Linked DNA regions of Mus musculus: all the other regions are linked to region 1. The links are chromatin contacts, called in public Micro-C and promoter capture Hi-C maps. All regions are on one chromosome and are shown on one strand. Each heading gives the region's core, a stretch centred on a gene start, on an enhancer-like site or on the middle of the called end of the contact. The rest is flanking DNA. Distances are from core to core; before and after follow the strand shown. Region 1 holds the start of Gprin2 (G protein regulated inducer of neurite outgrowth 2). Region 2 has its middle 7.4 kb from the start of Opn4. Region 3 overlaps Ldb3 (LIM domain binding 3). Region 4 overlaps Ldb3 (LIM domain binding 3).

Region 1 (5,196 bases), core at 996-3,495:
TACTCCTAACAGCCATAGCTTGTACCTTTAGAGTCTAGCACGGGGGAGAGTGGTGGGGGATGGTGGGATGGTGGTGGTTGGCAAACAAGTGATCATGTGATCACCAGAGTGACAGTGGCAAGAATACTGCACAGAACCCTTTCACAACTGTGACCTCCCCACAGCCCAGAAGATAGGGAGGTAATTACCATTGATTATCAGATGAAGAAACCGATTCCCAGAGAGATGAAAAGTCCTGCCTGGGTGTGGGATCACAGGGTAAATGAGTATGTTGGAAGTTAGATAGGAATTGTTATCTAAGTTCCTCCTATCCCAGGCTCTCCCTGAGTCACTACTATAGCCAGGAGAGCCTCTTGCCAAGTCATAGGACCAGTTTGCCAAGAGGTCATAGCCAAGTGCTGTTCAGAGGTCCTGGTGCCATGGTCCCGTCAGATCACGCCTGTGTGTATCCAGTAGGGCAGACATCCATTGACATCTAATCCTGAGTAGGCTTCCTTGGCACATACATGGCAAAGTTCTGTTCAGGATGCCCTGGAAGCTAGGAGCTATGGGCTTGGGCTCTGAGTCTCCTCTCAGTGTAGTCACATTTACCTCATCCCTTCTTGGGATGTAAGTGACTTCTGTGGGAAGGGACTATGAGGATGAGAAGAGTGGCAATTTCTGGGAGGGACAGGAGTTGGTTAGTGTCCCTGGTGCAGAAATCTTCTATAGACTCTTTGGACAGGATCCTTCAGGCCGGCTGTGAGTAGCAAGGAAGCAAGAACCCTCGGCCCCTACTTGTATACCCAGTAAGCGCTGCAGCGAGCTGCACCGTGGCTGGTTAGACCCAACTAGTGTAGCTCGGGCTCCATCTTAAAGCCTGGACACCTGTGGCTGTAGAAGCAGAGCTTCCACAGGCCTGTGCAGCCCTGTCAGGGTGCTTAGCTCTTCCAGGATGGCTGTTTTCCCAAACTGGAGAGAATGCTTTGAGGACCTGCTGGGAAGGGGTGACTGGAGGAAATCTAGGACTTTCTGAGAAGATAGTGAAGCCATCCATAACTAGGAGAGAGACAAAGATGGTGTTGGTTCCCCATAACTGCATGGGAAGAGTGTAAACAACCCTAGGCAAGTTGGGGCTCCAGGGCTGCTGTCAACAAAGGAGTGTGACACTGGGACTTAGTTCTCTGAGATGGGGACTCAGAAGAAGCCCAGTCTCCTCTTACCCTGTGGCCCTGGGTACCTGGGGACTCCTTGATGGTGGACTGGGTCTGGTCAGATCTAGGTGGGGTAGCTTCCTGTCCTGTGTGTCTGGGGATGCTGGAGCAAAGCTAATAGGGATCCTAGACTTTCCATGGGATCAGGCAACCCAGAATCGGTAGAGCTTTTAGGAAGGGACACAGTGGGATCTAGGGAGGAAATATCAGAACTGCAGGGAATTACAGGAAAATAGTTGAGGCTCCAGTGAGGTCTCTCCCCACTGGGAGTCACTGTGCATGTCAGCTCTTTGCATCCCTGAGGTAGGCTGCGAAACCATCCTAGCGTGGGATTGGGTCAGAGGGCAAGGGTGGAAATGGTCCTGGAAGTGGATAGACTGACAGGTTATCAAGAATGTAGACCTTGAAGGACATGGCTGAGGGTGTGACTTTGGGACTATGAAGCTGGGCAGGTACTCCTTAAGGACCACACTGCAATTGTAAACCTCAAGAACTGGATCAAGCTTGGATTTCTCCCTGAGGTGAGTCTAGAGCTGAGAGCATGCTGTTGGATCCAGCAGGCCTGAAGACTCCCTAACAGGCAAGGCCTCTAGAGAGCAAGACCTGGGGAAAGGTCTCAAGAGGTGGGTGGGAGGCCCAAGAATTGTGAGAGGTGGGGCAGGAAGATAAAGGACATGGGGGGGGGGCGGGGCCACAGGGAATGTCAATGGATTCTGGTGTCAGAGCAAGGGATTGAAAATCTCTAAGGATGTGAATTTGGGACCTGGAGGATTTGCCGGAGCTAGCCACGCAAGGCAAGGTGGGGCACGGAGGGACTGGGGCAGGACGATGGCGCCCTTTAGGGGTGGGAGATTGGAACACAGCGGCCGGCTCTGTCGGGAAGGTTGCACAAAATGGATGAGCCCAGTGAGAAAACAGCCTTGCTGGGGGGGGGGGGGGCGGGGGGGAAGGGTCAGGAAGGGGGGATGGGCAGTCTTGGGGGCGGAGCCTAAGGGAATGACATGGGCGGAGCCGAGGCAGGGGGCGGGGCCGGGACGCTGAGCCGTGAAGAGGCGGGGCGCGCCTAGGTGAGTGAGTCGCCCCCCTCAAACCCCCAGCACCCCTGCTCCGGGTACCGGTGACAGCTTCCCCTTCTGGCCCTTGGCAGCGCAGGCTCCGCGGCCGGCTGCACCACGGCGGGGCTAGACCCAGTGCGGCTCCATCTTGGCGACGGGCACCTGTGGCGGCCGCAGGAGCAGCGCTTCCGCCGGCCTTTGCGGCCCTGGAGGCGACAGGGTGAGAGGCTGGCTCAACACGAGCCGTGGTGGGTGCTGGGGTGGTGTGGGCGGCGCCCCCCTTCCTGAACCCCCGAACCCCTTCCTCACCGCTGTCTGCGCCGCATTCCTCCGCACGGTTGCCTCCCCCTTGCCCTCTCCGGTTCTCTTTTCCACGTTCCCTTTGCCCAGTCTCCGGGTTTTGTTTTTGTTTTTCCTCTGCCCCGGACCGGAGCCCATCGGCCTCCACCCCGCCTTCCTTTGCTTCTTCCCTCCCGGGTTCTCCTCTCTTCCATCCGCATCCCCCACCCTGTCCTCTGTTGCCAGCGCCCCGCCCTCTTCTGCTCAGGAGCATCCCTACCAGCGAGCTCACTGCCCCATATCCTTTGAGTCTTTGTCCTGGAAAGGTCTGTAGCCTAGATCCGAGACTTGGGTTGTGTACTTCTCCCTAAGACCACTGTGGGCTTTGCTCTGGAGATTCGGGGAAGGGAGCCCTGGCCAGGGAGGCTGCGTGGTGTGTGGTGCGTTCAGGCCTTTGACCGCAGCAGGGGCGGCCTGTGTTTGGCATGCGGAGTGCTGCTGTGAATGAACGTTCTTTCCTGCAGGTTCACACTGTAAACCCGCCTGTGCCATGGCCACAGTGAGGCGTGTGTCCATGCTGGGGCACTGTGCTGGGGAGTGCAGGTACAATCTTAGTGGCCTCCTGCAGTTGCAGTTGACCCTGAGACACATTCAGCCCACTGTTAGCACCTGAGTGAGCAAACCCTCACAGGTTTCAGGCCCTGGGACTCTTAGGCGTTCTGGGACTCTTAGGGGTTTCTCTATGGTGAGCAGGGTGGCGTCTTGGAGCTTGTTTTCTCATGCATACCCCTTTCCTGGCATTTCTCTGCCTTTAGGTTCTATGCCATCTCGATAAGGTTAGAGGCTACGAGGGACTGATTTTATTCTTGGAGCTGCCCCACCCACCTTAAGGGATGTCTCTTGCTGCGTTCTCCATTCGGCTTGTGTTCCTGTTAGGCCGTTTATTTGCACGCTGGCATGATCAAACCACTAGTTGTAGGTGGCCACACCCCTCTCTACAAGGGATTTGAGGTATCTGTAGGGGCTATCCCTACCTGGGCCTTTCAACTTCCTTATGTTAACTCTGTGAGCAGTCCTGATTCTCCTCTCACACCCTGCTCCCTCCTTTGTCGACTTGCTTGCCTTTTTGTGGCTTTCTGGACACAGAGGTTGTCATCTAAGCGCCTGCTGCTTGCATGAATGACTTAGTGTGGTCTGAGATAGGCCCTTTAGAAGCCTTCCCCAGTCCACCCCTAAGGTATAGGCTTCTCAGCTGGGGAGAGAATCAGAATTTCTAACCAAGTGGAGCCCACGGACTCAGGCTTGGGCTAGTCTGGAAGTTTCTGAAAAACTGGGGGGAGGGGGGTGTTTCTTCAAAATGGCATTGATAGTTGCTGCATGTGAGGGTGGTTGACTCTAGTTGTTGACAGTAGAACCCGAGGACAGTGACCACACGATGTCATCCACAGCTGTCACAGCGTTTGCATTAGACGCGGTGGGAGAAAGGACATTAAGGTATTACTCAACACTAGTGCTCTTGGATACCTCTGTGTGTCTGCCTTTTGTGTGGGGCTAAAACGCCTTCCCAGGAGAGAGTGTGTGGGTATGTGCATGTGAGTAGGAGTGTTTGATCCTTTGCAACTGAAGCTGCAGAGAGCTGAGAGCCGACCAATGTGAGTGTGTGTGCGTGAGCCGTATGTGTCCCTAACCACTGAGCTCTCTCTCTCTCTAGCCCCATCCCAGGATCTCTTTTGGGTAAAACTGGAACCTGCCCATGACTGCAACATGGCTTTCTAGGCATGTGTCATCCACACCACAGCCTTGTGTGTGCACATAGTCTACCAGATGAAGGGCTTCAAATGGGCCCTGGGAAACTTAAGGGTGATGATGGATGGGGTTGCCGGGAAACTGGTGACATCACAGGCTAGGATGAAGGGGACAAGACTTGGATGATGAAGCTTCCCTGTGGGGCGTCTTGGTGGCTTCCTAAAAGGTCATCTTTGCTTCTAGCACTTTCCCAGTGCTAGTTCCTACAACACTGTGGTCTCAAGTCACAGCCATGACGGAGGGGAATGATGACGTCATGCCATTAAGTTCAGCCCTTACAGCCACCCAGTGGGGTAGGGCTTACTTCAGATTTGTAGAATGGGTACAGTGAGGCTCACAGAAACCCAAGAGCAGTTGTGCAATGTGCAGCAGAAAGAAGAGCCAGTATTGGGAGCAGAGCCTCCCTTTCCTCCCCACCCTGGGGCTCCATCTCCTCAGCCTAGCCCACGTGTTGGTGACAAGGAGCTGGAACCCCCCACCCCACCCCCATATACCAGGGGTTATCTAGAACTGCTTCCCTTGGAGCCCTCCCTCCCCCGGGGCTGGTAAGTCCCTTCAGATGCATGGTGCTAAAAATTTGGGGGTACTTCTTCCAAATGACATTGGTCCTTGCTGCCTGTGAGCCAAAGGCTCAAACACACACACACACATTACAAGAGGTAATGTACATACACGTCACAGTGTGGTCTGAGCTGGCACTTTGCTCATCCTACTGGGCATGTCCTGAGGCCTAGATTACTGGGCTGGGGCAATATTGCAGCCTCTGACTAAGGGGATCTCTCTGACTGAACTGGTTTGGGAGTTTCCACAGAGCTGGGGTTTTCATTTCAGATTGTCACTGGTCGTTTGCTGTGTGCGGTGGC
Region 2 (5,196 bases), core at 1,061-3,560, 410 kb before region 1:
CTGTTAGAATTGCCCTGCTTATTTTTTTCTTAAGAACAATCCTTTCAGATTCTTTGTCTGAGACCTAATCCTTCGTGACCATGTGGCAAATGCCAGCGCTGTTTGCTTTTCCCACCCTTTAGTGAGCAATGCTTTCGGTGGCCCTCAGTGCCACACCAGCCTTGCACCTCCACTGAAGGGTCAGCTGGGTCCCCATTTCCACCTACAATAAGCTCAGCCTCTGAAAACTTAGTTCCTCAAGAGCTTCAGGGTACTGACCAGGGAAATGGGATTTCTCAAGACTGTCCTTGCGGCTTAAGAAGTGAGGTGATTTGTTTTGAAGTTTTGTTTAAGATCTTAGGAATCAAAAGCTGAATGTCTCATATGCTAAGCCAAGTATGCTATCATTGAGCTACACCTCCAGACTTAAGAGTGAGATGTCTAAAATACCTACTGAATGATTCCACAGGAGACGCCAGGGTTATTAGTGCCTGCATGCCATCTGAGAACAACTGCTAGCTTGAACTTTCAAATAGAGGAATCAGATAAACACAGCTCCAACGCCCTCGAGCAAACCTCAATAGACAAGGAATTGGTTTTCTTTTAATGTCCTCCTTTGGACAATAGGTCCATTTTTCTGGCTTTTGCTTGACAGGGTTTCTCTGTGTAGCCCTGGCTGTCCTGGAACTCATTTTGTAGGCCAGGCTGGTCTCGAACTCAGAGATCCACTTATCTCTGCTTTACAGGTGTGGCCACCACTTCTTGGGGAATAGACTTATTCTTTATGTTAAGGGGTGCCCTGGGACAAATGAGCTCATCTATTACATCTGTATGTTCTGAAACTAGAAAAACACCTGGATGAGTTCTGGCTGTGAGCCTCTTGGCAGCCTTGCTTAAAGCTTTGGTTATCACTCGATGCTATTCATTGTAGTTCATTGTAGTGGTATGTTATGCTGTGGATTTGACTTAATCTTGTTTTTCAAGGATCTATTGTAGTTGAAGGTTTGGTCTTTAGGGTGGCTCACTTGGAAGCCACTTTAGGAAAGGGCTGATGGAAAATCCTTAGGTCACTGAGGAGCTAGGACTGTGGCACCCCAGTATCTCTGTCTTCTTGTTCGGTAGTGTAAGCCCTCCCATGAATGCGAGCCTCCATTCTGATAACACAGCCAGGAGCTGCTTTGACAAGACTAATGCAGGCCCTTGATCTTCCCCCAAACCTTTGCTTTTTATAAAATGATCTCCCTCAGGTGTCCCACTTAGTAATGCAAAGGCTGGCTGGTACAGTCTGGCTGGTGGACCAAGTCAGTGGTCTACATATCAAAGAATTGTAATTTTCCTTTTTAAGAGACAGGTCTCCATTAGCTCAGGCAAGCCTTGAATTTCATACTGAGTCTAGGATGACCTGGAACTTACTGTTATTCTGCACTTGGGATTACAGGCATATGCCATCATACTGTGTGTGTGTGTGTGTGTGTGTGTGTGTGATGCTATAGATTGAACCTAGGGTTAGGTATGCACTCCACCAATTCAGATACTTCGCTAGTCATAAGGAATTGGTTTTTATTTCAGAGGAACACTCATGGGAAGAAAAGCACCTATGTAGGCTTCTAGACAGTTGGAGCTGAATGGATGATGGGTTTGGACCAAACCCAAGCAAGTTTGACCTCCTTTGATGCTTTGGGAGGCTATACAGCACCTTAGTGATATTCCTCCCAGAATGCTGGTACCGCTAAGCCTCGCAGCTACTTCTTTGGGGGTTTAGCTGACAACAAGAAAAATCCCTTTCCACAAATTCCAAACCCAGATTTGGCGTTCTAAGCCCTTGCGTACAAACAGGGCAATTGCCAGCGGAAGAGAGTGAAGGCTTGGGAGCTGTTCCAGGAGGTGGGACTATAAGGCAGGGGCAATGGGCAGGGAACAGTTTTCACAGAAACGTTTCATTTCTAAAGGATGTGTTTATGTCTTAGATCATGAAAACAAATTCTACAAAATCAATCAGGAGTTCACTCCCTACCCCCACCCACCCCTCAGGGAGGTGACTCATCCCTGCCCCTGCTGGGGATACAAAGTCCCCAGCAGTATCTGTGGGATAAGGGTCAGCTGAGTGACTGTTCTTTTGATGTGAAATCCCAGGACCTAGGAGAGAAAGTGTGCAGTCTTTGCTAGCAGAACCGTGATGCCTGAAGCCTTTCTAATAATCAGAGAAAAGCAAAGGTTCCTAGCGGGAACCACAGACTTGCAACGTGGGAAGTGCAGAGGGCAGGATGGGTTGGGCTGTGAGCTTCGCATTCTGAAGCCTGATTTCAGGGCCTAACCCTGGTCTCCATCCCTTCCCTCTCTCCAGGGAGGGGCAGCCACAGGCATTAGCGGTTCCACTGTATTTAGTGGTTGTCCTCCGTCCAGTGCCATGCCCTGCCTTTCACACCCTGTCCCTGAAGAGAGGCACAGTACCAAGTTCAGATCGCCATCAGTCTCTGCATCGGGGACTGCAAGACACTGCATCTCGTTGGTCTCAGGGTGGCCAGACCCTCACAAAGATTCCCCGCCCACGCAGGTTGCTTTTCGCCTCTTCCAGCTGCATGCCAGGATGTGTGGGAAGGCAGGTAGTAAGGCAGACGCCAGGGCTCAGGCGTGCAGACAGCCTCTGAGGACCAGGCGAGTCCAGGCATCTCCCCAGCAGGCAGGGGAAGCTGATCTGAGGACCCCCAGGCAATGGGTGGAGATCTCAGGGGAAGCCTCAGCCGAGCCAGCCACCTTTTACCCCTCTACTCCTGACACCCTTTATTTTTGGCTGCAAGGCTCAGAACCGTGTCAGCGGCCTCCTTGAAGCCCTAAGGGATGAATGCGGACCTTTTCGGGGATGTTTTATCTTGTTTTCATTTTTGTCTTTTCGAAACCAGATCTAAGTAGCCCAGCTGGCTTCTCGGGTCCAGATCCTCCTGCCTCAGCGTCGGAGTGTTGGGTGTATAGATGTACACCACCGCACACAGCTCCAGAGCTTTAGTGTTGTCGTTGGTTTTGTTTGTTTTTTTTTTAGAGACAGCTTTTCCTGAAGCCCATGCGACAAACTCAGTATAGCCTAGGCCTTAGCTTCTGATCGCATTGCCGGATCACAAGCTCCTCCCACCATGCCCCACTTCCAGAATATATATGTGTATGTGTTTATGTATACATATATATACATATATGTGTGTGTGTGTTGTGTGTGTATATGTGTGTGTGTATATATATATATATATATACACATATATATACACACAATATATATATATATATATATATATATTTATAAGCATGGGTGTGTGTGTGTGTGTGTGTGTGTGTGTGTGTGTGTGTGTATAGGTGGGTTTTGTTTTTTGTTTTTTTGAGACAGGGTTTTTCTGTGTAGCCCTGGCTGTTCTGGAACTCACTTTCCAAACCAGGCTGACCTCGAACTCAGAACTCCACCTGCCTCTGCCTCCCAAGTGCTGGGATTAAAGGCGTGTGCCACCACCGCCCGGCTTTCCTTCATATATTATTTGTGTATGTGTGTGTTTATATACGATGTGCCTGTGTAAGTGTGGGTGCACCTGTGTCATGGTGCACATGTAGAGGTCGGATGACAAATCTAAGGACTCACTTCCCACCTTCCCTCTGACTTCTAGGGATCAAACTCTGGTCGTCAGACTTGTACTGCAAACGTTTTTAACCCACATTCTTGCCTAGCCCTAGGAATGTTGTCTGATCCATAAAATAAAGAGCATAAGATAACAAAGGGAACCAAAAGCACTGAAATATTAATATTACCAAATGACAAATGGTGGGATTGTGACACCCACCATTTGCCATCTTGATAATATTATTGATGATTGACATGCTTCAATGGTCTGACCACAGGTCTCAGTGAAAGTGTAATTTAGGGCAGTGACAACTACAGCCCCCCCCCCCTTCTGAGATGTCCACTCATTGCACTGTCACAGTGACCTGCAGTACCACGGTGTGGGTCTGTCATCCCAGTGCTACAGTGTGGGATTTTCCCAAGCTTATCACAGAGAAAAACCCACATCTTGACTAGTGGGAAGAATGATGCTAGTTTCTTATTCTTTCTTTCTTTGTTTCTTTCCTTTTCCCCCCATCCAAGTTCATGGTTCAACCCACACACCTCAGGCTGAGGACCTGGCTCTTCTGTCTGACCCCTTCCCCCCAACATGTGCTCATCATTGTTCTGTCCTCCAGACTCCTCTCCTAGTCGCTTCTGCTCTTGACATACCAGTGTCTGGTCCCTGTCCCTACTCATTGTCCCCGTTTGTCAGAGACTCAGATACACCTGGCAGCAGCCTGAATCTAGGCTTTAGGCCTGAGCAGCTGCAGACCAAAGAAGATGGAAGTCTACTCTCAACCCTAGCCATATCAAGGGCAGAGACAGAGCTGTGTGCCGGGACACCCGCAGTTTGTGAAAGAGTGTCTTGGCTAGGGTTTTACTGCTGTGAACAGACACCGTGACCAAGGCAACTCTTATAAGGACAATATTTATTTGGGTCTGGCTTACAGGTTCAGAGGTTCAGTCCATTATTAAGGCAGGAGCATGCCAGTGTCCAGGCAGGCATGGAGCAGGAGGATCTGAGAGTTCTACATCTTCATCTGAAGGCTGCTAGGAGAAGACCGTCTTCCAGGCAGCCTGGACAAGGCTTTGAGACCCTTTGAAGCTCACACCCACTGTGACACACCTACTCCAACAGGGCCACAGCTCCTAATAGTGCCACTTTTGGGCCAAGCGTATTCAAACCACCACAGAGGGAGTGATGAGACTCTCCAGCAAGTGGTGGGTGGTGGGTGCCCGGGGCTGGCATAGAGTGGCAGATAAGATGCAAATGACAAGAAGTGTTTTTAAAAGTTCCCAGTGCCAACCAGATCAGAGTCTCTGAGAATGGACTCAGTGCTAACATTTTGAAAACCCCCAGGAAATCACCTGGCAGATGTGCTATACAGACCCCATGGTCTCAGTGGAGGGCAGCATGCTCCTCCTCTTCATGGCCACAAAAGATGGAACCCAGACACTGAGTAAGGCAAGTGTCCAGCAGTGCCATGAGTTTCTTAAAGCAGTTGGGAGGCGTCCCAGGCAGGTTTCAGCGTGGCGCTGCTTTGCTTTTTGACAAGGATATGTTCTGAGAAGTCTATAAATAAGTGGTTTCACTGTGTTGCCAATACTGCAAAATATATTCACAGAATGTCACCAGA
Region 3 (5,196 bases), core at 1,751-4,250, 370 kb before region 1:
AGCCAAGTTAGTATCTAAGGACAGCATGTGTGTGTCCCTGTGTGCTGTTCCAGCATGCACCTGCCATCTGTTGGGTGTGGATGGTGTGTGCCTGCTGGCATGAGTACATATGTGCATGTGTGACTCCGGGGTGCATTGTGCCCTAGATGAGCCTGCACGGGTGTTTGCTGGAGTTTGGAGGGGAGCCGTTGCGAGGGATGGGTATCTACGTCATGGTCTCAATCTTGCTCCCCATTTCCTGCTGCAGCAGCTTAAGGCTTTAGGCTTTTAATTCAGGTGTGTGGGATGCTGCGCTGTCACTGACCTGTGTGGCCTGAAGACCTCTCTGTCCCAGTGGGATCCCTGAGAAGGAACGCACTTCATTTTTATCTCTGCTTGGGCATGTACCTATCTGTTGAAGGCAAGAGCCCTGGATGGGTAGAGACTAACAGGCTACAGCATGCTGGACTGGAGGGGCCTGGGCAGCTTGAGCCATCTTCCAAGGAAGAAGCATGTGTGTAGAAAGATGTGGAAGAACAGAGTCCCAGTCCACAGCAGAGCGACTGGCAGGATAAGCCCCTCCGTGGAGGACCTCTGCTCCGAGTCTCCGAGTCTCTGAGTGTGCCCAATGTGACTGCTTTTCGCCTCTGGAACGTTCTGGACTCTGCTTGTACTTGCTGCCTCTCTTCTGTCATGTGGCCCGGCTTTTGACCCCTTCCCAATCCCAACCCCCCCAAACCCTCTTGTGTCTGCTTCTCCATCGTGCTGTGTGTGATGGGAGTGTGCACCATGCCTGGTGGCCCTGCTGACCCCAGGAAGGAGTCTTGGCTGAAGTGGAGCCTCAGAGGGGAGCTGGGAGAGATGATTCAGGTGGACATGAAAGATGGCTCTTCTGCCAGGGTCTTGGGGGTGCCAAGAATCTTCCTGGCCACACCCAGGCAACCCACATGGGTAACTTACTTGGGCCAAGACCTCAACTTTGGGAGATCTCTCTCCACACCCACTTGCACCCTGGCCTCGACTTCCCATGTAACTGTCACCTACTGTCCTCTCTCCCCTCTTCCCCTTCCCCCTTTTCCTGCCTACCCTCCTCAGTGCTGACTACCAGGAACGCTTCAACCCCAGCGTCCTGAAGGACTCAGCCCTGTCCACCCACAAGCCCATTGAAGTGAAGGGCTTGGGAGGCAAGGCCACTATCATCCACGCTCAGTACAACACCCCGATCAGCATGTACTCACAGGATGCTATCATGGACGCCATCGCGGGGCAGGCCCAGGCCCAGGGCAGTGACTTCAGTGGGTAAGCGCCTTCCCACTCCACATGCCGGAACCCGGAGGCTGCCAGGCACTCACGGAACCAGCTTTCTTCATTCACCTTGAGTCACCCGCCTGGGTTCAGGCCACTGGAGGGGGTGGTCCAGCCTTTACCAGGGACTTCCGGAATGTGTTGCCCTCTCTCTTCAGAGTCTAGCTGAACTCTCCTCAGAGTTCAGTTGTAGGAGAACTGGCAAAAAATGCAGAATGTCGTATTTCCTTAAAGGGATTGTAAGTCTGCGTTCCCAAGCTTCAGTGAGAGGGGCTGGTTAGAGGCTTCCGTGGTGCTTTTAAGGAGCACGGGGAGCGCCGTGGACCCCTCATTGCTATAAAGCCATACTTGGGGGGAATTGCTTTATTCTTCCAGTGAGGAGCACCGATCCAGGCACTTGATAGCCTTTTTTTTTTTTAATTATTATTGGAAGAGGCCTGAGGCCAATAACCACCCAAGGTGCTATTGGCAGTCAACCTCATGATGGGATGATGGGCACTTCTCTTCTCCACTTTTACCCAGGAGGCCTTGCTTCGGGGCAGTAGGATTTAAAATGCCCTTGGTTCCTGGGATTGGTCTACTAGCTTGGTGGAGGACCGTTGAGGGTGGCCTGAGGACACTCGGTAGAAACTCAGATGAGAAGGGTACAGCATTAACAGGGCCACTCTCTGCTCCCATCTTCTCCTCAGCCCCACTTCTGTCTCCATCTTTGCCTCTTTCTTTCTTTGTGTGTGTGTGTCTCTCTCACCTCCATTCTCTATCTCTGTCTCTTTTCTATCGTTGTGTCTTGTTTTTATCTGTCTCTGTCATCTGTTTTCGTTCATAAACACACAAACGCGCGCGCGCACACACACACACACACACACACACACACACACACAGAGCACAGAGGTGGGAGAGGGCAGGCTGTTCTGCTTGGGAATATCAAAGTGTAGAGCTTACCTCTCTAGGCAACATGTTATCCCCGGATGATCAGAAATTCCCAACAATTCAGGAGAGAAAGACTAAGGGTACACTAAACTTTTTTTCTGAAACTATAAAATCAAATACTATAGGAGGGACATAAGAAGATTCCAGGAAGTTCCTACAGGATAAGGTCAAAAGCCCTTGTGGTCGTGGTGTATATGCAGAGGCCAGAGGCTAGGCATATCCTGAGAGAGACCTGTTCTTCAGGAGAGCCTGACCGGGTCTCGGAAAGGCACTACTTTTCATCGACCACCAGGGGGCGGAAGTTGTCTATTTTGCAGCCACTAACCTGGAACCTGTTCATTACTGCAGCCCTTTGCAGACATCTGGGCTGTGCTTACTTACTTAAATCACTCATTCAAAGAAAAAAAGAAAAGAAAAAAGAAAAAAATGACCGTGCAATTGTTAAGAACAACCATTAGTTCATATATACCCCAAAAAAACATGTCTGCCTGACTCAGCCCAAAAGCCAACAGGGATTTCCGGCTAACATTTGTCGCATGGTCTTTGGTGTGCCCTTAAAAATAGTCGTCGTCTCCAAAGGAAAGTCAAATGGAAAATAATGGACGGATTGCTCATCACACTGTATTTTCTATACACTGGGAAAACTTCTATTATTGAATTCTACTATCAGGGCAAGGCGCCTGTGATTTGGAGAGTATGGTGCTCTGTTGATTAATCTAGCTGTCTCCCACCCGTCCCCTTCCCTTCCGTGCCTCTCATTGCTAGCGTGCCTGGAAAGGATCAACCTTTCCCCTTCCTTTTAACTCAAGCACGCTGAGCTGATGCCGCTATGGCGCAGTGAGGAAGCCTCCTGGCCATAACGTGTTCCGTTTCTGCTGTTATTTCCACGGTTCCTTCCTCACTGACAGTTTTTTTTTTCTCTCTCTCTTCCTCCTTCACCCATCCCACCCCCCTAACTCATTTCTGGTCCTAACCCCGCTCTCTTGTGTGCGCTGCCCCTCTGCTACCCCATGATGGACGCGCACTCACGGCTGGGTTTCCTTCCGCTTGGCAGGGCGTCTCCGCTGGCGTAAGTAGACCTGCAGCATCCGTCCGTCCGTCCGTCTTGTCATCTGTCTCATTGCAGGATGGTGTGCGGGTTTGGTGGGATGTGTCTGAGGACAAGTGGTCAGTTTGTGCGCTCTGTCCACCTTTTTTCCTCACACCCACCTCTCAGCCACATGACATCCTCTCCAGCCCACGCAGACAGATGCTTGTTTTCTGGAGTCCACCCATGCCAATGTGGCTATGGGTCATGGCACTCACGGTGCGCCCACCCCAGGCTGAGGCTTCATTCCTGCCTTTTCCTTGCCATGCTTTGGTGAGGTTTTCCCAGTCTTTCCTAGCTTCGCTGGAACGTGGCACACAAGGGGTTACAAGGCACACTGGGCTATTCATTTAGTGCTAGAGAGTAAGAGGAGCCTCTAGGAAGTCAGTCTCTAGAACCCTCAAAAACCAAACCAAACCAAACCAAACCAAAACAGATCTGGTTGTGCCCAAAGACCTTAGGAATCCTTACAGTCTTTCCTAAGGTCTTCCAGCTTTCTGCAGGAAGAACAAGAACCCAGTCTTTCCTTTGTTTCTCTCTCAGCTATGAGCTTCTCCCTGGATGGACCCCAGAGGTATCTGCAGGACCCATAATCGATCTCACTCACAATCTTAAAATACCTAGCTCTCAAGGCTAAAGACTTCAGGAAAGTGGGGGCAGGAGCAGGGGCAGGGGCAGGGGCAGGGGCAGGACCTCCACCCCTTCTCCTTCGCTGCCCTCATAGCTCAACCTGAGCCAGGCCTAAGGAACCAAACCTGGGAGACTAGACCATTTCTTTCCAGCTCCCTGACTTGTGTACTAGGATGATCCTGTCCTGGCTAGACAGTCCCCACAGAGGACAGGGCAGACGGAGCCAGGCAGGACGGTACAAGATAGGGCATGCCTCAGCTGGGCTGGGTCTTCATGTGGTCAGAGCATCTGAGCTAGGTAGTCCCTGGTAGGCAGGTGTGGCTTTGAGCTTCCTGACTATAGAACACTTGACAGAAAGGACACTGGGCAAACCAGGTATGGAAGTATACAGTCTCAGTACTCGGGGGACTGGGGCAAAGAAGGCTACATATCAAGACTCTGAATAACAACAACAATAATGAAGCAAAACTAATAATAACAAAAGGAAAAGGAACACTGGGCTGGGAACTGGGTCACCTAAGTTGTCATTCAATGGTGTTCCTGTTTATTGTAGCCTGGAGCTACTCAGTTGGGCTCTCTGGACCTCAGTTTCAACATTTCTAAGAGGAAAGGCTGGCAGGCAGGTTTATTGCCATAGGCTTGTTCTGAGCGCTCCCTGACATCTGAGAGGGGTTTTCTGGGCAACACAGATTCACAGTCTGACCTATGAAACTTGAGTCAGGTAGAAATTCCAGCACCTGAGGAGCTCTGGGATCCCTGCTGGCTTTGATCTGGAGTTGAAAAAAAAAATTATTCAGCTAAGTCTTTTGAGCACCTACTATGCAAGTCAGACCCTGGGAGCTTAAGGGGATATTAGCAGATTCCCCACATAAGACTATGCTGCTTTGGGGCACAGACCATGCCTGTAACTTCATTCTCCAACTATAACCCCTGCAGATCATGCCCAGGGCCCAACACAATTTCCTGCTTTGTTTCTCATAACTCTTTCTAGCCAGGCTGATCTCCCGCAGCTGAGCCAGAAACCCCAGGCATCTTCCAGCAGCAAGCCATTGGCAGCTCCCTGTCTGGATCTGTGGGTGTGGGGAGGCCTCTGGATGGTTCCTGAGCGAGCCTCCAGGTCCCTCAGGCAGGCTGTTCTCACCCTGCCCCTCGCAGAGCTGGCTCGGGGAAGTCAAAATCACTTCAAGAAGACCTACCTCCTCCTTTCCTATAGGGACTCCAGCCTGTGGGGTGGGAATTCAGGTTCCAGGATTAGCACTGGAGTA
Region 4 (5,196 bases), core at 1,052-3,551, 350 kb before region 1:
ACTATAACAACAAAAAAAAATGCCCCAGGCTTTAGGCCAGCTTACTGTGTCACTTTGTCCTTTTGGGAAAGCTGCTCAACCAGTCTAGTATATGGCCTGCTCAGGTGACAGGGGATAACTGGGGCGCATGGACACACATAGCAGTAGAGTGGACCCAAGGCAGAGCTCACTGGTTGTGGTTGTGTCTCTATGGCCCCTGCCCCATCGGTGCTGAGTTTCATCCTGGGATGGGAGGTAGCTTTTTGTTTCCTAAGTTTCTAGGCAAGGTTGGATTTCTTCCTCAGAGCCCAAGGTAGTTCTTGGGCTTCCTGCCAGCCATTGTGCCAAGAATCTCAGGGCTCTCTAGCAGGTCTTTTCCCAGTTAGAGGAAGGTCCTATGTACTACGGCTATGCCCATAGGAAGGCCCTTGACAGCCAAGCCCCGAGTCTACTCACAGTCTTTCTTCCTGTTGCGTTCTGACCCTGAACTTTAGGAGGGCAGGGCTGTGGCAGACTTTCTCCTTTGTATGTGCCTGACTTGAACTTGCCATGAGGATACATTCAACCAATAAAGAAATGGGATAGATAGATGGAGGTGTTAACCTGGTGGTAGAGTGTATGCCTAGTATGGGTGAGGCCTCTGGGCTCAATCCCTAGCATCACACACACACACACACACACACACACCCGAGGCAGGAGGGTAATCATAGAGTAACAGGAAGAGGTCATGAGCTTACACTCTATACTCCGGCAGCTGTGCACACACAGGGAGTGAGCCTTAAGTATTCCTTTAATTATCCCTTGATAGCCATTCCATAGGTTGATAAAATAGGATTTTAGGTATGTATATACTTTCCAAGTAAACATTATACTTCTGGGGCTGGAGAGATGGCTCAGTGGGTAAGAGCACTGACTGCTCTTCCAGAGGTCCTTAGTTCAATTGCCAGTAACCACATGGTGGCTCACAACCATCTGTAATGGGATCTGATGCCCTCTTCTGGTGTGTCTGAGGACAGCAACAGTGTATTCATATGCATAAAATAAATAAATCTTTAAAAAAATACACGTCCAGCATGCATATATATGTATATATATATATATATATATATATATATATATTCATCTTGAATTTATAAAAAGCAATGATGATTTTTCATTTACTATTACAATACAAATGTTTTTCTTCACTCAAAACTACTATGGACTATATGGTCTCTCTATATAGTTTGTTTTGCTTTTGAGATGAGATCTCTATGTGGTCCTGACTGTCCGGGAACGCCATATGTAGATCAGGCTCTGTCTCCCCAATGCTGGGATTAAAGGCATGTGCCACTATGCTCTGCTTTACACATAAAATCTTAATAGACTTTGTGTGTGTGTGTTTGTTGGCAGGGTAGCTCAGGTAGACCAGGCTGATTGTTGATCCTCCTTCCTGGACCTCCCAAGTCCTGGGATTATACGCATGTGCCACCACACCCAGTTTTTAATAGACTTTTTAAAGATCAGTTTTCAGTTCATAGCAAAATCGAATGAAAGGTGTCATTTCCCAAATACCCTATGACCTCACCCCATGAACACACACACACACACACACACTTTTCCAATGCACAAACCATTTGTGGTAAAACGAGGAAGGGAATAAGTTACAGGCCTGCTTAGGGAAAAGAGACGGGTTATTTTAAGGGAGAAGGAAGGGGGCTTGTGTCCTACAAGTGTGAACTGGCCAAGTAGACTTGGGATAAAGAATAACACAAAGTCTAGGCTCCAGAACACATCCTGATAAGGCATTGATGAGACCCAAGGAAGCTTTTCTCTTGAGGCTTTCCTGACTAGAGCGACAGAATCAGTCCCCTGCTTTATGAAGCTCACCGACAACAGAACTGAGTATGGACAGGAAACATTTTAGCATGGGTGGGACACCCAGCCTGCTGTAAGGAATAAGCAAACTACCTCATCTCTCAGACCTGAATTTTCTCATTTGAGTAAGATAGGATTTCTATAACCTCTTGTTATATCTGCAGAGATAAAATAATATCTGTAGTCTGATGCCATCTCTTGCACTTCTGGGCCGAGGAAAGGAAATTCTGAAGTCAGAGCTCCACAGGCTGAGGTGGCATTTTGGAAGGGGAGCGGTACAAATCTCCTACGTAGGAGACAGAATGATCACTCAGTGCGGCCAGGAAACACAGGAAGGCGTTTGCAGAAGCCGGTAGGAGTAGTGTCAGGTGCAGACCTTTCCCAGCAGCACCGCAGGCCCTCCCGGCACCTTTCTTGTCCTGTCCCCGCATGCCCACCAGGGGGCGGCCGGGCCCTCCAGCCGCTTCTCCCGCAGCGGCCTGGGCGGCGGAGACCGGCAGGAGCCAAGGCCTTTCCACGGTTCCCAGACTGTGCAGACGTTAACTCATCCCTGCCTGGAGCAGAGGAGAGGCCTGCCTCCACCCTTCCTTCTCTCCAGGGAGGCTGGGTTGGCAACGGGCTCCGGGGGCGGCTGGTAGGCTGCCAGGCCAGCCGGGGATACGGGCCCGCACCCCGCTCCTCTGCTGGGCTGCGGGGACTTGGGCGCCGCCGAGCACGAGCAGCCCGCTCGCGGCCAGTCCCCGGCCGCAGCTTCCGGGGGGTGGGGGACGGAGGCAGGGCGGGGTTCGAGCCGGCATCTTATCTCTGGCGCCTGGGCTGGGCATCCGTTTCCCCAGAACACCTGGGGCCAGTGGGCGGAGGACACCTTGGTCCCCGGGATGGCCACGTCGGCCTGCGGGCCGGGCGGCGACCCGGGCGCTTGCCGGCGACTTAGCCCGGGCTAAGTGACTCAGATCACCTTGTTGTTTAATTACACAGTCCCGGGGCCGCCAAGTGCGATAGGAGCCCTTTGAACGTGCCAATTAGAGATGAAATATCACCTTCTAATTCGAACCGGCTTAATTCCGTCACGTAGAAATAGCAACAGCCCGGGGCTCGGAGATGGGATATCAGGTTTCTTACGGCATTTGGAGCGTAGAGGGGCGAAGCAGGCAGGAGCTGAGAGGAGAGGGGACCGTGCTCCCCGCATGTCCTCTCCCTTCTCCTTCCCCCTCCCCAGGGATCTGCCCGGGCGAACCGCCCGGAAGAGAAAGTCCTCCTCCTGTTTGTAGCCCCAGCGGGTAGGAGGTAGGAACCTGGTCCAGGATTCCAGCCTTCCTCTCTGGGGCCTTGAGTAGGGGTTTGGAAAACGAAGGCGGTTCAGGAAAGCCTCGGATAGGAGGAAGAGAATGTCTGCCCTACCGAAGGAGCGGTTGGAGAGGGAGGCAAGGTGGGCGAGGGCGGGGTTTACTTGGAAGGAGCATGCTGGAGCCTGGTTCTGCATTCGGAGTGGTTTAGAGGAGCTGATTAGGGTGCGTTTCAGATAGGAAGCTTGCAAGCTGGCTGACCTCGAGTAGCCACTTAAGCTCTCCAGGTTGTCTGTAAAGTTGACTCGCAAGTACTCTGCCTCTTGCTATTACACAAACTCCTGTGCAACACTGTGAAAGCCAGTAGCTCTTGGCAGCCACTGTTGCAAAGAACCATCCGAGAGGCAGACACTTTTAGGAAAAAAAAAAGGCAGGTAAAATTGATTTAAATACATTTTTATTTAGCTCAGCATATGAAAATTTCTGAGTTTTTTGTGTTCTTTATTCAGGGTTTCTCAACTTGCTCTGTAGATCAGGTCTCTAGAGCTGGGATTAAAGGTGTGCACCACTGCACCTGACCTTTTAAAAAATATTTTATTTTATTGTGTGTACATTGGTGTTTTGCCTTTACGTGAGGGCGTCAGATCCCCTGGAATTGGAGTTACAGACAGTTGTAAGCTGCCACGAGGGGGTTGGGAATTGAACCTGGATCCCAGCTTGTGCTCTTAGCCACTGAGCCATCTCTCCAAAGCCATCTTTTCAGCCTCAAATGCGTGTGTGTGTGTGTGTGTGTGTGTGTGTGTGTGTGTGTGTGTGTGTACACTAGAACGCAGGTGCCTACATAGGCCAGAAGAAGGTGTGGAATCCATTGAAGCTTAAGTTTAAGGCAGTTATAAGCCATGAGACATGAGTGTTGGCAATCCAATTCCAGTCTTTTACTAGTACATGCTCTTAACCACTGGGACGTTTTTCCAGACACAGCTCAGTATATTAAAAATGGTTCAGAGCTGGACTCTATTCAGATGCATGCTAGCTATTTCAGAAGCTGAGAAATAAGGTCACTTGAGGCTAGCTGGGTAACACGTAGAGACCCGGCTCAACACACAAACAAGGGGCTGAAGAGGCAGACCCGTGGTTAAGAGCACTAGCTACTCTTCCACAGGACCCACAGCCAACTTACTCCAGTCCCAGAGAATCCAACACGCTTTTGGCTTCCCCTAGGTACTAGGCATGCATGAGGTACACAGACATACATGCAGGCAAACATCTGCACACATTAAATTTAAAAATAAATAAACAGCTTTAACATACAATCAATATAAGATAATTATTACTAAGATACTTTATATTCTTTTATTAAGTCTTCAGATTTTTAAACTGAATAGCACATCTCAATTTAGACTAACTGCCTTTCAGGTGCTTAGTACATAAGGCCATGGCTTGACGATCACACGGCTTTCATTCCTAATTCCTTTTAGAGCTAGGTGTGGAGGCACATGTCTGTAATCCCGCACTCAAGAGGCTGAGATACCAGGATCTCTGAATTGTTGAGGCCAACCTGGAATACAGAGTGAGTTCCAGACTAGCCTGGGCTATATGTCAAAAAACAAACAGCTTGGCTGGGCCTTTGATCTCAGCACTTGAGAGGCAAAGCCAAGCAGAACTCTGGGTTCCAGAATAGCATGATCAACAGAGTGAGTTCCAGGGACAGCCAGAGAAACCCTGTTTCCAAAAAAAAAAAAAAAAAGACCAGCACAGAGGATTGTGGCTTGTAAAACAAGAAGGAAACAAAGGATAGAAGAAATGAAATGAAAAGCAAAGAGAGAAAGACACAGCTTACACAGACTTATACAGAACCCTAAATCTTACAACAGAGGGATGAAGCTGCTTTGAAGTTCTGTGGGATCACCTCTCCCCACTCTCCTCTAACAGTACCCCTAAAGTCACCTTGTCCCTAGCATGTTGGGACTCTCTGGACAGTGGGAAGCCATGTAAGAATGTTGAGGTGGGTGAAAACACCCTGATTTTGTGACTTACAACTTTACAAAATGCTTGTGCTGTGTCCCTCCTAGGG

What was found. Promoter capture Hi-C pulls out the DNA fragments that hold promoters and counts their contacts. A called contact is a pair of places that touch in the nucleus more often than the background predicts.
Region 2: a contact with region 1 is called in a promoter capture Hi-C map of embryonic stem cells. The contact joins the enhancer-like site here to the promoter of Gprin2 in region 1. A contact is called at or near these places in 19 of 39 promoter capture datasets (the 3T3-L1 cell line, the C10 cell line, the HPC-7 cell line and 12 more), 1 of 15 datasets of contacts at CTCF or cohesin (embryonic stem cells), 1 of 115 datasets of contacts at active chromatin or transcription factors (embryonic stem cells) and 3 of 9 other capture datasets (adipose tissue, embryonic stem cells and liver).
Region 3: a promoter capture Hi-C map of hippocampal neurons shows a contact between it and region 1, with 2.1 times the contacts expected there. The contact joins the enhancer-like site here to the promoter of Gprin2 in region 1. A contact is called at or near these places in 6 of 39 promoter capture datasets (the 3T3-L1 cell line, the HPC-7 cell line, cranial neural crest and 3 more), 1 of 15 datasets of contacts at CTCF or cohesin (embryonic stem cells), 1 of 484 Hi-C or Micro-C datasets (embryonic stem cells), 3 of 115 datasets of contacts at active chromatin or transcription factors (embryonic forebrain, embryonic stem cells and neural tube) and 1 of 9 other capture datasets (embryonic stem cells).
Region 4: a contact with region 1 is called in a Micro-C map of embryonic stem cells, with 4 times the contacts expected there. The contact joins the enhancer-like site here to the promoter of Gprin2 in region 1. A contact is called at or near these places in 2 of 39 promoter capture datasets (cranial neural crest and liver), 1 of 484 Hi-C or Micro-C datasets (embryonic stem cells) and 2 of 115 datasets of contacts at active chromatin or transcription factors (embryonic forebrain and embryonic stem cells).

What each region holds. Positions count from the first base shown.
Region 1 is chr14:34,198,682-34,203,877 of GRCm38.p6, reverse strand. It overlaps Gprin2 (G protein regulated inducer of neurite outgrowth 2), which reads left to right and starts at 2,245. Exons shown (of 2, transcript NM_183209.2): 1 at 2,245-2,468.
Region 2 is chr14:34,604,980-34,610,175 of GRCm38.p6, reverse strand. No RefSeq gene overlaps it. Among named protein-coding and RNA genes, the nearest start is that of Opn4, 7.4 kb to the right of the region's middle. Within about 2 kb of position 2,310, at least 20 of the 459 cell types and tissues checked have an H3K27ac peak or open chromatin away from gene starts, as enhancers often do. A contact at or near this core is called in embryonic stem cells and stem cell-derived epiblast-like cells, where this site is marked.
Region 3 is chr14:34,567,800-34,572,995 of GRCm38.p6, reverse strand. Ldb3 (LIM domain binding 3) reads left to right here. Exons shown (of 15, transcript NM_001039074.2): 4 at 1-6; 5 at 1,075-1,278; 6 at 3,269-3,283. Among named protein-coding and RNA genes, the nearest start is that of Ldb3, 18 kb to the left of the region's middle. Within about 2 kb of position 3,000, at least 27 of the 459 cell types and tissues checked have an H3K27ac peak or open chromatin away from gene starts, as enhancers often do. A contact at or near this core is called in hippocampal neurons, where this site is marked.
Region 4 is chr14:34,546,661-34,551,856 of GRCm38.p6, reverse strand. All of the region lies in intron 10 of Ldb3 (LIM domain binding 3), which reads left to right. Among named protein-coding and RNA genes, the nearest start is that of 9230112D13Rik, 26 kb to the right of the region's middle. Within about 2 kb of position 2,301, at least 292 of the 459 cell types and tissues checked have an H3K27ac peak or open chromatin away from gene starts, as enhancers often do. A contact at or near this core is called in embryonic forebrain, embryonic stem cells and liver, where this site is marked.